2 separate regions of the Zea mays genome follow, and region 2 is linked to region 1. Evidence: chromatin contacts called from public Hi-C data. All regions are on one chromosome and are shown on one strand. The core of a region is the stretch at or near the end of the contact, and the rest is flanking DNA. Distances in the headings are between cores, read along the strand shown. Region 1 holds the start of LOC100282599 (pterin-4-alpha-carbinolamine dehydratase). Region 2 has its middle 25 kb from the start of LOC103651394.

The links. Hi-C and Micro-C count contacts between places; a contact is called where the count stands out from the background.
Region 2: a contact with region 1 is called in a Hi-C map of tassel, with 3 times the contacts expected there. The contact joins the enhancer-like site here to the promoter of LOC100282599 in region 1. A contact is called at or near these places in 4 of 25 Hi-C or Micro-C datasets (ear, leaf, tassel and 1 more).

What each region holds. Positions count from the first base shown.
Region 1 is chr3:216,965,162-216,973,058 of Zm-B73-REFERENCE-NAM-5.0, forward strand. It overlaps LOC100282599 (pterin-4-alpha-carbinolamine dehydratase), which reads right to left and starts at 3,921. Exons shown (of 7, transcript NM_001155507.3): 1 at 3,739-3,921; 2 at 3,566-3,627; 3 at 2,761-2,846; 4 at 1,955-2,040; 5 at 1,625-1,748; 6 at 1,034-1,102; 7 at 76-352. The coding sequence starts at 3,798. The coding sequence ends at 267.
Region 2 is chr3:217,203,556-217,211,452 of Zm-B73-REFERENCE-NAM-5.0, forward strand. No RefSeq gene overlaps it. Among protein-coding and RNA genes, the nearest start is that of LOC103651394, 25 kb to the right of the region's middle. Within about 2 kb of position 3,451, at least 17 of the 20 cell types and tissues checked have an H3K27ac peak or open chromatin away from gene starts, as enhancers often do. A contact at or near this core is called in ear, leaf and tassel, where this site is marked.

The DNA.
Region 1 (7,897 bases), core at 2,671-5,170:
ATCGGTATGTTTACTCGACCATGTGTCTTTCCAAAACTGACAGGCAAGGTAAGTAGGTAACCAAGTACAATGATGGATTCAACGTCTACTCATGCAAATTACTAATTAATAACAAGGTAAAATGAGCTACTGAATAAGGCACTACATTTCAGCAAGTTAATCTCACTCAGGGCGAGGTGTCCTCAACATTTGGCTTCTCCATCGCTGCGCATACAAAATTCCAAACAAATATAAGTTGCATATTTGAGTTGCTTCTGAGACATTGGCTATTTAGCTTTCTTCCTTATAATGCCGTCTAAAGTGAGATGATTGATCTTCGCAGCAAGGATGAAATCATTACTTGTTAAACCTCCTATAAACACAATAAATGATCAATATCCGAGCAAAGGCATGCCTCAGTTTTAAATAGAAAGGAAGTTGAACATGGTTTCCGGCTCACAATGGAAGTGCAATTGCATAATATTGACACCCAAAACAAGATCTAAGAGGCACCTAGTGCTAACCCACTAGCAATAGTAGGTAGACTAAAGTAACAGTTCAGTTTGATCCTGTAATCCTACAGTATATCCATTGTTGTGAACTATAGCAGAATAAATGATTCAATATAAACAAGTGATTTTATCTTTTTAAACTTTAGCATACCTTTCCATGGGCAAATTTGTAATTACAAGGTCATGTTCTGAGCTCATACTTTTCACTTAAACTTTACATGATTGAGTTCCTTAAAAAGAATCTAATATTTGATTGCTTCGAGATATTTAAAACCATGTATAGATATAATGAAGCACAAGAAAAAAAGGCATATGTGTTCTGGTTATTTGGATGGGAAAAATGCAAACTGATTGATAACAATGTTCAAATCCTTGAAACAATAAATTTAATGATGGAAAAATTGCCTGGTCATCAGACTTATTGCGACCAAGATGTGTCTAGTTTTGGAATGAATAATTCGAAAAGAAGCTAATACAAGTCATTTGCCTAAGTGCCACATAAAATCAAAATAAACTAGAAAAAAAACACATGAATCACTTACTGACAGAATGAGTCCAAACATCAATTTTCACATTATTCCAACCAACAAGATGAAGATCTGGATGGTGACCTGGAAAAGGCATATATGTTTGAACATGCTGTGGTCACATTGTTATAAAAGAAAATTTTGCACCAATTTGTTGGATTCTATGTGAATAGAAAAACTTACGACCAGTTTTAGGCTGTTTTCACCAAAATATGAAACTTTCACAACATGCTATACATAATTGTCATGTGTAATTGTGCAACTAGAGTAAACACTGTCTGCAGTATATAGATGCAAAATAGCTTGGTTCTGACATCTTGTATTTATGAGGGAATAGCTATCTCATGAAATGTTTCAGTTTCCTTCATGAAAATTCTAGAATAATTCCCCAAATTTAACTGGATTAGGGTTCGTGGCTCTCATGTCCATTATGTTGTTCAGATAACAATCATAGGAGAACAGGCAGTTAGCGAACTCATTCTACAGATAAAACGGTTGGAATTGCAGTTTCTTGGATTGATTCTAATTTTTAGACAATAAAGATGAAAGAGTTGACTATTTGCCAAAGAAATAAAGACAACGGGTAATATGAAGAAAAAAAAGGACCTTCTTCCTCAGCAATAGCAGCAACAAGCTGAAAGAACTCAAGTCCTTTAACAAAGTTCTTCACCTTCCATGTTCTATGTAATTTCAGAACACCACCTTCAGTGATCAGTTCCCAACCATTCACCTGTTTTCAGGTATCAGCCAATGGAGTAGGAATTAGGATGATCTTAAGGGTTGATTTGGTGACAAGGGGATCCCGGGAGGATCGGAGGGGATTGAGGGGGAAATGAACTAATTTCTCCCTCAATCCCCTCCGATCCTCCCGGGATTCCGGGTCAACAAATCAACCCTAATCAAAATTTTCACTGCAAAAATATACATGATCAAGACCTGTTCAAGCAACTTTTTAGCAGAATCTTCTGACATGGGACCTAAATCCTTAGAGTTGCATGGAACACAGCTTTTCATTGCTAATTCTGAAATAACAAAAATGCATAGGATTATTTAAAGAGTGTAAGGCGGAGAAATACCAGTAAAGAGTTAAAAAAATTCTGGTCTTTAGAAGAATATGATCCTATTTTTTCTAAAATATTTTTTCTTATGAAGAATAAAATATAATGACTTCAGGAGTATAAAAGCTTTGCAGCATATGTAATCAATGCATCACTATTTGTTCACCATGGTCATAAGAAGGTACCCTAACTGTAACTTAGGAAGTACAATCATACTTGCACGTTTATGATGAGCTTGTTATAGTCTTGCCACTTTTACATTTCAAAAGAATTCATATGAGAAGGATTACTTCAAATCACTAAAAAGATAGATAACATGACAAAATATAGAATGGTGTGACTTTTCCATGTCTTACAACGTTGTCAGCGACAGATAAGATGCTTACATAACAACATTAAGGCCCTGTTTGGAACCTCTAGAGCTAATAGCTAGCTGTTAAAATTAGCTGTAGAGGTTCCAAACGCCCCCAGCTAATTGTTAGCTAACTCACAGCTAACAATTAGTTTATTAGCTAGCTTAGCCCAGCTAACAATTTGTTAACTTACTAACTATTAGCTCTAGGGTTTCAAACAAGGCCTAATACGTATAAAATTGATGAAAGCATTAATGCACTCAAATCTGGGTGAGATAAATTTCAGTCAGTAAGAGACAACTTTGAAGAAACCAATGTATATGAAGATGACCTTGACTCTCAGGGGAGCTATGGCACCCTCTTGCAGTCAAACTTTTATTTTTGTATTGCCTTGTAATGTCCATCTGATAGAAAGAGCTGCATAAATAGCGATGTTTGTATTCAGTGAACAGAATATAAAAAAATGCGCAGAGGATATGAAATAATACCATTTATCAGGGTGCTTGAAACAAAAGAGTCAAGGTGATTTGGTCATTCGGTGGATCATCATGACCCATGAGTTCAGAAAACGATAAGCAGAGCTTTACAAACATGGTTTGCTGGGTCCAATTTTACATTGTTTTCATATCTAGCCTTCCATATAACAGGCATGAAAAGGGTTTTTTTATTGAGTAAAAATGTTAGGGGGCAAGGTTGTGTCAAGTACCTCATCGCATTTCTTCAGTAGCATATCAAGCAGTGTAGAGTACTTAAAATACCAACCAAGTGTAACAACTCTTTGGTTCACTAAATAGATCGTTATAAACAAAAAGTACAAATGCCCAATTCCACATGAAACATCAATTCTTAATCGTTCCTTGAGTGGGCTCTTTCAATTCCTCGAAAGGCCATTCTTTCAAGTTAATAATCTGATTATAGAACAAAAACACTATGCTCCTGGGACACGAGCCAAATAGCATTGAACTAAATATAATAAAGTTTCATACACAAAATGGTTCCTGTGGTCCCAGTTGCTAGAATTAACAGCCTTCGCTGAAGTTCTTGCACCGGCCTAGCAATAGCCACTCGTAGGGCACGCAGCCGCACACAGCTACTGCGATGATGCTCAGAAAGCTGCAGGTAGAACGAGGATATACCGTACAGATCCAAGATGCGAAGCCTTCCAGCGGACGAGAGGCCAGCGAGAAGCTGCCTGTGCCTGCACAGCCATTAAAAAGAGAGGCGCATCAGCAGTGCACGGGAGGTGTTTGCTGATATATTTACACGGAGATCGGAGGAATCCTCTCATGCGCAGTTGCGCATGGCGCACCTGTGCTACGTAGGAGCGCGATAGGAGGAGACGCGCTCGCACCGTTGCGGTCCGGATCATCGGTAGCTCCTGGCCCCCGCGGGCCGGATCCGGAGAGGGAAAACGGAGAACGTTTTGCGTGGCGCCTGAGAAGAGAGACGAGAGGCACGGCAGAGATTTTTGCAATTTTGGACTCGACATCGGCCGGCTTCCGAGAATTGGCAACGGGAACCACGCAATTGCGTTTTTGAAATTATAATGGTGAGCTCTTTGGAAAAATGGCAATAGACTCTGCTAATCGTCATTAGCCTCTTTTTAGGTCTGGAAATGGATGTCTGGAAATCCGAATTATTTTATTTGTATTCGCTAAAACTGATAATATAGATATCTGTATCCGTATTCGATTTTAATATGAATGTCAAATGGATTTATAGTACTTTTCTCTATCCGATTTCATATTTGTATTCGAAAAAACCGTGAAACATCTGATACTATCCATATCTAGAAAAAAATATGTACCATGAAACCATTTAAAACTTAATTTTATCGCTAATTACTAATTAAAAACGATTTTAGGTTTAATAATATACTAGAAAAATGTTATATATCATTTAAAATATTAAAAATATCTATATAATAAATAAATAAATAAATAAATAAATAAATAAATAAATCAACCTTATATTTCTAGTGATATTCAAGAATAAAATTCAATAAGTTTCATAAACATTCAATTATAACTCTCAACTTTATCTATATAGTGAACACATCTCAACGAACTTCAATAAACATTCAACTATAACTCTCCACACTACCGGAATCGCGTTCTTTGTCGAGTGTCTAAAACACTCGGGAAAGGTTATTTTACACTCGGAAGAAAAACACTCGACAAATTAAGAATCGAAAAAAACAAAAAAAATAGCAAAACATTTTTTTATTAAATTATAGGAACCAACTCTCCAACCCTACCTATTATTTACCCCATTGCCCTATCATTTTTCACTATTATTTTGAATCAAAGTTATAATATATTTTATGAATAATGAGATTCAAACTCGCAACCTCTCTCTCGCGCATACCCTCCTATACCACTACACTACTACACCAATTATGTCTATATTACGTTTTCATTTCCCATGTACTATAACAAATCGAGTGTAATCTGATTATTTAAGACACTACTAGTCGGTTGCCCGTGCGTTGCGACGGCTTACAACAATATCCACGTAAGAGCATCTTCAAGAGAGGCTCTAAACATGGTCCTATTTTAAATATAGAGCTCAAAACCATAAAACATTCTTCTAACAGCGGCCCTATTTTATAAAATTTCATCAAATGGTTATAGGGCTCGGTATCTCGGGTCCTAAATATAGTACCCATATACTGGAGCCTGAGAGCACCTAGAGGGGGGGGTGAATAGGTGATCCTGTGAAACTTAAAACTTAAGCCACAAAACTTGGTTAATTGTTAGCACAATAATTGCCAAGTGGCTAGAGAGGAATCTCAACAAAACACAATAACCAACAAGATCAAACACAGAGATGGCACGGTGGTTATCCCGTGGTTCGGCCAAGACCAACGCTTGCCTACTCCACGTTGTGGCGTCCCAACGGACGAGGGTTGCAATCAACCCCTCTCAAGTGGTCCAAAGACCCACTTGAATACCACGGTGTTTTGCTTACTTTTTCTCAATCCCGTTTGCAAGGAATCTCCACAACTTGGAGCCTCTCGCCCTTACACTTGAAATTCACAAGAAGCACGGAGCAAGGGAGGGATTAGCAACGCACTCAAGACAGAAATCACAGCAACACCACGCACACAAGTCGCAACGAGAGCTCACAACACAACTCAATGAGTTCACCACTCAACTAGAGCTCTAATCGCTATCGCAAAGAATCAAAGGCGCGGAGTTGATGTCTTGGTGCTTAGGAATGCTTAGGAGATGCTTGTTGTACTCCTCCATGCGCCTAGGGGTCCCTTTTATAGCCCCAAGGCAGCTAGGAGCCGTTGAGAGCAATCTAGGAAGGCTGATCTTGTCTTCTGTCGACTGGCGCACCGGACAGTCCGGTGCACACCGGACAGTGTCCGGTGCCCGATTTCTTTCCTTAAATGACGAAGCCGACCGTTGCGGATTCGGGAGCCGTTGGCACACCGGACATGTCCGGTGCACACCGGACAGTCCGGTGCCCCCTTCTAGCCGTTGGCTTGGCCACGTGTCCCGCGCAGATCGCGCGGCCGACCGTTGGCCCGACCGACCGTTGGCTCACCGGACAGTCCGGTGCACACCGGACAGTCCGGTGAATTATAGCCGTACGTCGCCGGTGAATTCCCGAGAGCGGCCACTTCGCTCGAACCAGCCTGGCGCACCGGACACTGTCCGGTGCACCACCGGACAGTCCGGTGCTCCCAGACTGAGCAGATTCTTGGCTGCCCGAGCCAAGACATTTCCAATTGGATTTTTCCTGTTTCCAGCACTTAGACACAATACATTAGTCCACAAAACAAAGTACTAAGTCTGAGAAACATACCTTTATTCTTGATTTGTACTTTGTCCACCATTTTACACTTAGGCACTTGTGTTGGACACTAAACCACCAAAATACTTAGAAATGGCCCAAGAGCACATTTCCCTTTCAATCTCCCCCTTTTTGGTGATTTATGCCAACACAACATAATGCAAGTAGAACAAGTACAAAATCACTTCAAATAAGAACTCAAATTATTTTGATTCAAATTTGACCTATATGGATCACTCTATGCCACCACTTGGTTTGTTTTTGCAAATCAAACTCAAATTCCTATCTCTAAGTCAAAACCACTTGTAGAGACATAAAGAGAGGTTTTCCAAAGAAATTTGATCAAGGATTCCAAAAAATCCCCCTTTTTCCCATAATCAACACTTCTCCCCACAAGAGGCCAACTTTTGACATAAGAGACAATAAAAGAGTTTTGACAAACCAAAAGCTCTAATCTACTATTTTCAAAATTTCTCAAGTGGTAGTTGATCCATCTATTGCTTTGGCCTTTATTTTCTCCCCCTTTGGCATCAAGCACCAAAACGGGATCAATCTTGGCCCTTTAACCCCATTGCCTCACCAAAATCATCAAATGAGAACACAAAGGCAATAAGAGTATAAAGATGGACTTGGAAAAGTTACTCTTTTCATCGGAGTGCAGTGGAAGTCTTGCATGGTCCAAGTCCACCTTTTCCCTTTCAATCCTCCTTTGAGGCTAAAACAACCAAACTCAAGTACATGGTTAGTCTCAAAGGGTCAAGTTGTAGCACAGCTCCCCCTAAATATGTGCATCACTTGCAAAAAGGACTTGTGAGGTCCAGGGAGTGTTTGTACAACTTGAGCACCAAAATACGCAACAATATGCAGAATGAACATGATCAAAGGCATAAACACATGTATGCTATAATTCAATCCAAGTTCCGCGAATCTAAGATATTGAGCTCACTACGCAGCCTGCAAAAGGTCTTCTCATCTAGAGGCTTGGTAAAGATATCGGCTAGCTGGTTCTCGGTGCTAACATGAAACACTTCGATATCTCCCTTTTGCTGGTGGTCTCTCAAAAAGTGATGCCGGATGTCTATGTGCTTTGTGCGGCTGTGTTCAACAGGATTTTCCGCCATGCGGATAGCACTCTCATTATCACATAGGAGTGGGACTTTGCTCAGATTGTAGCCAAAGTCCCTGAGGGTTTGCCTCATCCAAAGTAGTTGCGCGCAACACTGTCCTGTGGCAACATACTCGGCCTCAGCGGTGGATAGGGCAATGGAAGTTTGTTTCTTAGAGTTCCATGACACCAGAGACCTTCCTAAGAATTGGCACGTCCCCTATGTACTCTTCCTATCGACCTTACATCCAGCATAGTCGGAATCTGAATATCTGATTAAGTCAAAGGTAGACCCCTTTGGATACCAGATCCTGAAGCAAGGCGTAGCAACTAAATATCTAAGAATTCGCTTTACCGCCACTAAGTGACACTCCTTAGGATCGGATTGAAATCTAGCACACATGCATACGCTAAGCATAATATCCGGTCTACTAGCACATAAGTAAAGTAACGATCCTATCATTGACCGGTATGCCTTTTGATCAACGGACTTACCTCCTTTGTTGAGGTCGGTGTGTCCGTCGGTCCCCATCGGAGTCTTTGCGGGCTTGGCGTCCTT
Region 2 (7,897 bases), core at 2,201-4,700, 240 kb after region 1:
TCGATGAGTAGTTTGACCAAGAGAGTTCTAGTGTAGTGTTGGTGCACAATCACACTCATATACAGTGCTAGGTGTCACTCTAGAACTCACACAAAAGTTAGAACGAAAACCGATTTGAAAATCAGCTGAAAAATAAGACTTAGTGTTTCTGGCTTTGGGGCACCGGACTGTCCGGTGTGCACCGGACTGTCCGGTGCACCCTCTGCCAGGTGGGCCAGGCTGATCCACGGCAGGGACTCTCCCAGTCGCAGAAACCCGAGAGCGCAGCCTTTGGAAATGAATTTTAGCGGCACACCGGACACCGCACCGGACTGTCCGGTGTGCACCGGACAGTGAACTGTTCACTGTCCGGTGCGCCATGAGTCCAACGGCTCTGTGTCAAGACTAGCCGTTGGAAGTGACCGTTGGCGCACCGGTGGCGCACCGTTGGCGCACCGGTGGCGCACCGGACTGTCCGGTGCGCCATCGCGCAGCAAGTTTCCTGTAACGGCTAGTTGGTGGGTGAGGGCTATTTATACCCCTTCCACCCACCATATTCAAAGTCTTGCTCTCCACATTTATTCCAGCACCTTGGTAGAGTATTGCAAGCACCAAAAGCCTTGTGAGGAGATTAGAGAATCATAATCCACGCCTGTTCCTCATTAGCGCTAGTGAGAGCCACCTAGAGCACACACCACTTGCATTAGGCTTCTCTTGGTCAAACGAAAGTCTATGGCTTGTTACTCTTGGTGATCGGCATCACCTAGACGGCTTGGTGGCGTGGGGAGCTCGGTGATCACCGTGAAGATCTTGTTGGTGACCCGACTCAAGTTTGTAAGCGGTCTCGAGGGATCCACCGCGCCGGAGTGGCAAAGGATCATCTCGTAGTGAGCACTTGGTTCTTGCGAGGACCAAGGGGGAGCGATACCCTTGCGCGGGTGCTCCAACGAGGACTAGTGGAGAGTGCCGACTCTTCGATACCTCGGGAAAAATTGGAGGAGTCTTCTAAACTTTGCTTTACATTCCGCACTTAATTTAAGCTATTTACTTTGTGTATTTGTTTAGCAAGTATTTGAAGCATTATCTTAGCTTTGTTACATTTCTAGTATTATTTTCTTAGTGCTAGTTGTTGGGGTGAAGTTGGGCTCTTGGTTAGCTCTTGCTTAGGTTTTAATTAGTGTTGATTTTTAGAAAAGCCCAATTCACCCCCCCTCTTGGGCATCGTGATCCTTTCACTTGTGGGAACTTTGTGTTCCAAGTGATTGAGAAGAGAAAGCTCACTCGGTCCGAGGGACCGTTTGAGAGAGGGAAGGGTTGAAAGAGACCCGGCCTTTGTGGCCTCCTCAACGGGGAGTAGGTTTGCAAGAACCGAACCTCGGTAAAACAAATCTACGTGTCACACTCCTTATTCGCTTGCGATTTGTTTTGCGCTCTCTCTCGCGGACTCGATTATATTCCTAACGCTAACCCGGCTTGTAGTTGTGATTATTTTTTAAGAATTTCAGTTTCGCCCTATTCACCCCCCCTCTAGGCGACTTTCACTAGGTAACTCATTAAAAATAGGCCCGACTGTTGTTGGTCCGGACGGTCCGCGCTCACGTGCGGACGGTCCGGGCATGTGCAGATCGGCTGATTTGCTGCCGATTTGCGGTTGCTCAGGGTACGTGTCCATCGGCATCCCATAAAGGGGTTGTGACTGGTCGTGACAACCTGTAGCCGATGTGTTACGCGTGTTACCTCCTAACTCAACCTCGTGCGAAGGAAAATTGGCGATACTAGATTTATCAAATGCACGTACTAGTCTCTTAAGATCGCTTTGCATACCCCCTATGATGTTCTGCATTTGTTCACGCTGATCTTCTACATAATTTCTAAGAGATTGCAGATCGTTGGTATTACTTACATTGGGGATATCTGGCGTGGTTGGAGCGAAGCCGGATCCGTCGCCCGATATCGGACGACCTTGTTGTTCCTGTCCACTTTGAAGTTGGCCAAGAACTTTGCTTTCGCCTCCTGGATCATCCGCTCCTTGTGCTCCTCGAACTGGAGCTGCTCGTCAGCCGGCAAGGTTTACCAAGTCGGCTCTATGATGTTGCTTGGAGAAATATCAGAGCTATCCCTTGAACCGGCCATTGAGGGCCGATTTGATGAGCTTAGATGTGTTTTCCCCAGCGGAGTCGCCAAAAAGTATGTTGACACCTTTTTGGAGGCGCCAATCACTTCAAAAGAACCGGCGGCGGTGCTCTCTGGTCAGGCGCGGACGGTCCGCGGCACAGGGCCGGACGGTCCGCGTACTGGCGCGAGACGGCGGTGCTCTCTGGTCAGGCGCGGACGGTCCGCGCACAGGGACCGGACGGTCCGCGGCCTGGTGCAGGAGCTCGGGTTCCCTGCCTGACGACCGGACGGTCCGCGCCCTAGGGCCGGACGGTCCGCGCGTGCGCAGGGGCGGCGGAAGTCGCCGGCGGCAGCCTGGATCTCGCTCCCGGGAGGGACCCCGTCGGGGAGGAGAGATCCTATGAGTTGTATAGGCTCGGGTAAACCGACCTAGACTCCTCTAATCGACGTAGAGTCGAAGAGAGGCGAAAAATTTGGAGATCGAGGGGCTAAACCTAAACTAGACTAGAACTACTCCTAGAATAAAATGCGAAATAGAAGTTGTTGATTCGATTGTTCATTATAAATCGGCCGTAGACCTCTCTATTTATAGAGGAGGGGGGTTGGACCCTTTACCGTCAAAACTCCGAGCAAATCCCGGGATTTTCGCCAACAAACGCAGCGAAAAACTCGGAACCCTAATCTGTTCTACACGTGCGCGGACCGTCCGGCCCACAGGTGCGGACCGTCCGGATCGCGGACCGTCCGGCCTTATGGCCGGACTGTCCGCACCTCAATTTGGTGCTCAACAGGCTCGTTGGGAAAAAGCGAAGGCGTGCCTGTTTCGCTTCGCTTCTTTGCGCGCTCCGATCAGACACGGTTTAAAAAAAACCCAAAAAATGCGCCGGTGTTCCTGCAGCGTTGAAATGAAAAACTACCATATATAGAAAAGTTTAGCTGAAGTTGTTCAGATAAACTAGCTGGTTACACTTTAGCTTCAGTGAATCCAAATAATAACAAGTAGGAATGGTCATAATTTCTCAGTTGCAGACTTGACGTTGGCATCGGCTTCAGAAATGTGATGCATGAGCATGAGGCAACCTGTCTGGGCGCGTTGCTGTGGGACGGCCCAATATGTTTCCGGCACCAACCACGGGATTAATTGGCTCCTTTCGGGAGCAAATTGTGACCAGTTAATTCCGGCCCATTCTAAACTGTACCTGTACATGCATACTTTTGTGCTTCTTCTCTGAAGGTCGCATTTTGATTTTCCGATTTTGGTGGCGTCGGGGGCGGAAGGAGAGGAGAGAGAAATGATGGAGAGCGCCTGAAAAAGGGGGGGGGGGGGGGGGGTCCATATCCGATATGGGCTTAACACACTTAGATGGGCCAGGCCCCGGGGCATGGGCCGAAGGCCTGAATCCGTCCCTGGCTGTACGGCTAGCGCCTTCACCCACCTCCCAATCAAATTCTTCTATAATCTCTACTCTCTATATCTATACTATACTTAAAGCACCAGTTTCAACGGTCGTCACGCGCCATTTTTTTTCAAATAACCCCCACGGCTATTTCAAATTAATCTGATGCACGTCTATAGACGTCAAACGACGTCCGACACGGCCTAGATGCACGTGGAACACAACTATGGTACAGGCACGTCATGCCGGCCTGCTAACTGTGTCGGGCCAACCCGTTAGCCCGTCGATCCATTTAATTAAATCAGCGTAACAACGCCCGACACGGGTAGATGCACGCGGGCCACAACTATGACACATGCATGTCATGCCGGCCTGCTAATTGTGTTGGGCCAGCCCTTTAGCCCGTCGATCCATTTAATTAAATCAGCGTAAAATGTTAAAAAACGGTGCAAGAGGTGGGGTTCGAACCCATGCCCTGATGGAAGAAGGGCGGGAGACACTAAGTGAAACTGTCTAAACAGTATAACATCACGCTAATATGTTTTTAATATTGAATATAAATTGTATATACGTATATACATTTTTTTGTAAAATAAAAAAATAATCGTGTTGGGCCGGGCCAGCACTACGGGCCGAGGCTACAGCCCAAGCACGGCACGACGTTCTTTGCTCTTGCAAGCAATAGTCGTTTCTGAGACCACATTGACGCAATTGACTACATGGTGTTTGAGGTTGCTGAATTAGATGGAGCAGCAATGATTTGTCACACTAACAGCAAAATGAAAGGTTATTTGTTGGTTTTAAACGTTAGTAATTGCTACGAATTAGCGTAATTTATATGGAGCACATCCAGTTTTTATTGATGCCGGACTTTAGCAATCACTCCATATTTTGATCTATCTTTTTTATAAGTTTGACTTCATGGGACTTATTTTATAAACTTGATCTCACAAACTTTCTCTTATTTGGTCTCTATATGATAGAGTTGTGTCATTTTATAATCTCTGTTCATTCAGTCAATCGTTGTGAACTCTCTTCTAATCGCTCACTTCATTGGTCGTATTGTACCAGGACATATTTGCATGGAGTAAACAATAACATCAGTTAGCCAAATCAAAAAATATATTATACAGAGAGCGGAGACAATCAATAAAAAATCTTGATTTTTTTTGATGGATAGTTTACGTAGGTATTGTTGTAAGCCGTCGCAACGCACAGGCAACCGACTAGTTATACTTAAAACACCAGTTTCAACGGTCGTCCTGCGTCATCTTTTTACAAAAAAGTTCCTACATTTCTTCTAAATCAACTCAGCATAAAATATTAAAAAGCAGAGCAGGATGTGGGGTTTGAACCCACACCCTGATGGAAGAAGGGTGGAAGACACTGTCTAACTAGTAGAACATAATGCTCAAGTATTTATAATATTAAATATAAATTGTACATATGTATATATGATTTTTTTTGTAAAATAAAAAATAATAACCATGCCGGGCCAGCACTATGGGCTGAGGCTATGGCCCAAACACCGCACGACGCTCGTGTCGGGTTAGCCCAGACACTATTAAATGGGTCGTGCCTCGGGTCAGCTCGCCAGACACGGTCCATTTAGCCATCTATACCTCCGCATGAAAATGATAGTCCTCACCTCAGTTGCTACCACCTCGTTTGTCATTCTACTTTTTTCTCTCTCCCCTCATGCCTCCACCTCCGCGCCACCCCATTCTCGCCAGAGGGCGCCTCCTCCCCATATTCATCCGACACTAGCCCCGACACCGACTCGCGCAGTGGCTATTGCACGTCCACGAGGACGTTTCATATCATGCGCGCACCATCGTTTTCGCCGTCGTCGGACATGTCGTTCGTCTTTCTTGCCTTCGCCCTGTTCTTCCACCCCAACATGCTGCCCCTGCCCATGATCGCAGCCGCGAGCCAACCGACGCTCGCCAAAGTGGGTACAGGGCGAGTCAGTCATGCTCCTAGCCTTTCTCCGTGTATGCCGTCGAGGAGGACATGGTGGCGTCTGCCACGCTTAGATTATCTTAGCAGTGAGGAGTCCAGGTCTGAGATATTGGACTACTAAGGCCCGTAACGTGGCAGCAGTCAGCATATGCTACGGAGTTGGTGGTGGTGTTGTGTCGCTTCGGTGGATTCAAGGCTGGGAATACACTCACATTCTCTCGCCCTTCTCGGACAGACGCCTGGTGTGCTTCTTTCTCCGCATGCGTGCTCTCTCCATATATATCTAGCGGTATACTACCTATGTCGCCTCTAGATGCTTAGGTCTTTGTTGTGTCCTTTGGCAACGAACAGGTATGCTCGCCTCTTCTTTTCCCCTCCTGCTCTACAAAACCTTGGAAGTGGGAGAGGCGAGGGATGAGGGTCTCTGATTTGCTGCCTATGGTACCCATGCGTTTATAAAAAACTAGTCGGTTGCCTGGCGTTGTGACGGCTTACAACAATACCCACGTAAACTATTCACCAAAAAATCTCAAAATTTTTTATTGATTGTCTCCGCTCTCCGTATAATATTTTTTTATTTGGCTAACTGATGTTATTGTTTACTCCATCCATATGTCTTGGTACAACACGACCAATGAAGTGAGCGATTAGAAGAGAGTTCACAACGACTGACTGAACAAACAGAGATTATAGAATGACATAATTCCACCATACAGAGACCAAATAAGAGATAGTTTGTGAGCTCAAGTTTCTAAAATAAGTCACATGAACTCAAACTTATAAAAAATAGATTAAAATATGGAGTTATTGCTAAAGTCAGGCATCAATAAAAACTAGATGCGCTCCACATAAATTATGCTACTTCGTAGCAATTACTAACGTTTAAAACCAACAAATAACCTTTCATTTTACTATTAGTGTGACAAATCATTGTTGCTCCATCCAATTCAGCAACCTCAAACACCATGGAGTCCATTGCGCCAATGTAGTCTCAGAAATGATATAATGCTTGCAAGAACCAAGAACGTTGTGTCGTGTTTGGGCTGTAGCCTCGGCCCGTAGTGTTGGTCTGACCCGGCACAATTATATCTTTTATTTTACAAAAAAACATATATACATATGTACAATTTATATTTAATATTAAAACATCTAGCATGATATTCTACTGGTTAGATAGCTTCACCCAGTGTCTCTTGCCCTTCTTCCATCAGGGCATGAGTTCAAACCCTACCTTCTGCACCATTCTTAACATTTTACGTTGCTTTAATCAAATGGGCCGACAGGCTAACGAGCCGGCCTAGCACAGTCAGTAGGCTGGCATGACGTTCCTAGGCTAGAGCTGTGGCCCACGGGCGTATGGCTCGTGCCGGGCCACCGTTTGGCCATCTATAGACATGCAACGTGTTAATTGAAATAACTGTGAGAGCTTATTTGTAAAAAAAATGACGTGGACGACCGTTGAAACTTGTGCTTTAAGTATAGTAGAGATATTATGCGAAGAGTGGAGACAACCAATAAAAAATCTTAAGATTTTTTTGGATAATTTACGTGAGTATTGTTGTGAGCCGTGCGTAGCTTGCTTCTTACCATGAGCTTGAAGGGCAGGGATGCGTTCTCTAGATGCGAATAGTTAGAACCCGTTCATCTATCTATCTAACCTTGGTAATGTGAATGGGTTAGGGGTGACGGGCAAGCCAAAGCTGGTAAATAAAAAGAAGTGGGACGTGTTTTTACCTGTCCTCTGGTTAGTATCTTTCCAGCATTTATAGCTTTGTTAGCGGGTGGTTAGTTAGTGTTTGATTGAGGCCTAAGCTCGTGTAGCAATGCGGGCTCGCTCATTCAATTAATTATCAAGTTGGGTTTGCTTTTCAACAAATAGCTTCAGACTTTAGCTTCTTACTTATTGTGTGTAGTCCCGTTCTTTGCTTATTTATGGTTATTTGTGTAGTCGAGTCGAGTAGTACGTATCTTACTTTGTTTTTTGTTTGGTGGTGTAGCAAATATAGACTTCAGAGAGTATATATAGAAAGTCTGTCTATCTAGGAGGCATAGTTAGATCGTTTTTCCAATGCATGGTAAGTCCAATGGGCTATTATTTTCTTCTTAAAGAAAGGCAATTACCTAAGTAGAAATAGCACAATCCACTCTATAAGGGCAATGCGCATTAAATTACGTCGGCTGTCAAGGCTTTTTCCGCTTTTTCACTAAATAGTCCTCCCTTGCTATTATTGCCACTCTATATAGCAGTTTGTAATCCTAATTTTCAATCTCGCGAATTCAATAAAAAGAACTCAAGGCTGCGACATCCACTTTAAGACTAGTTAAAAAGAAAAGGTTCCACCCTTCTAGTTAGACAACCGATATGCGACATCATACTTAGTATGGGAGTTGCCGCTGATCTGCGACATCAATAGATAAGCATGGTATGCGAATATGTGTTGTTG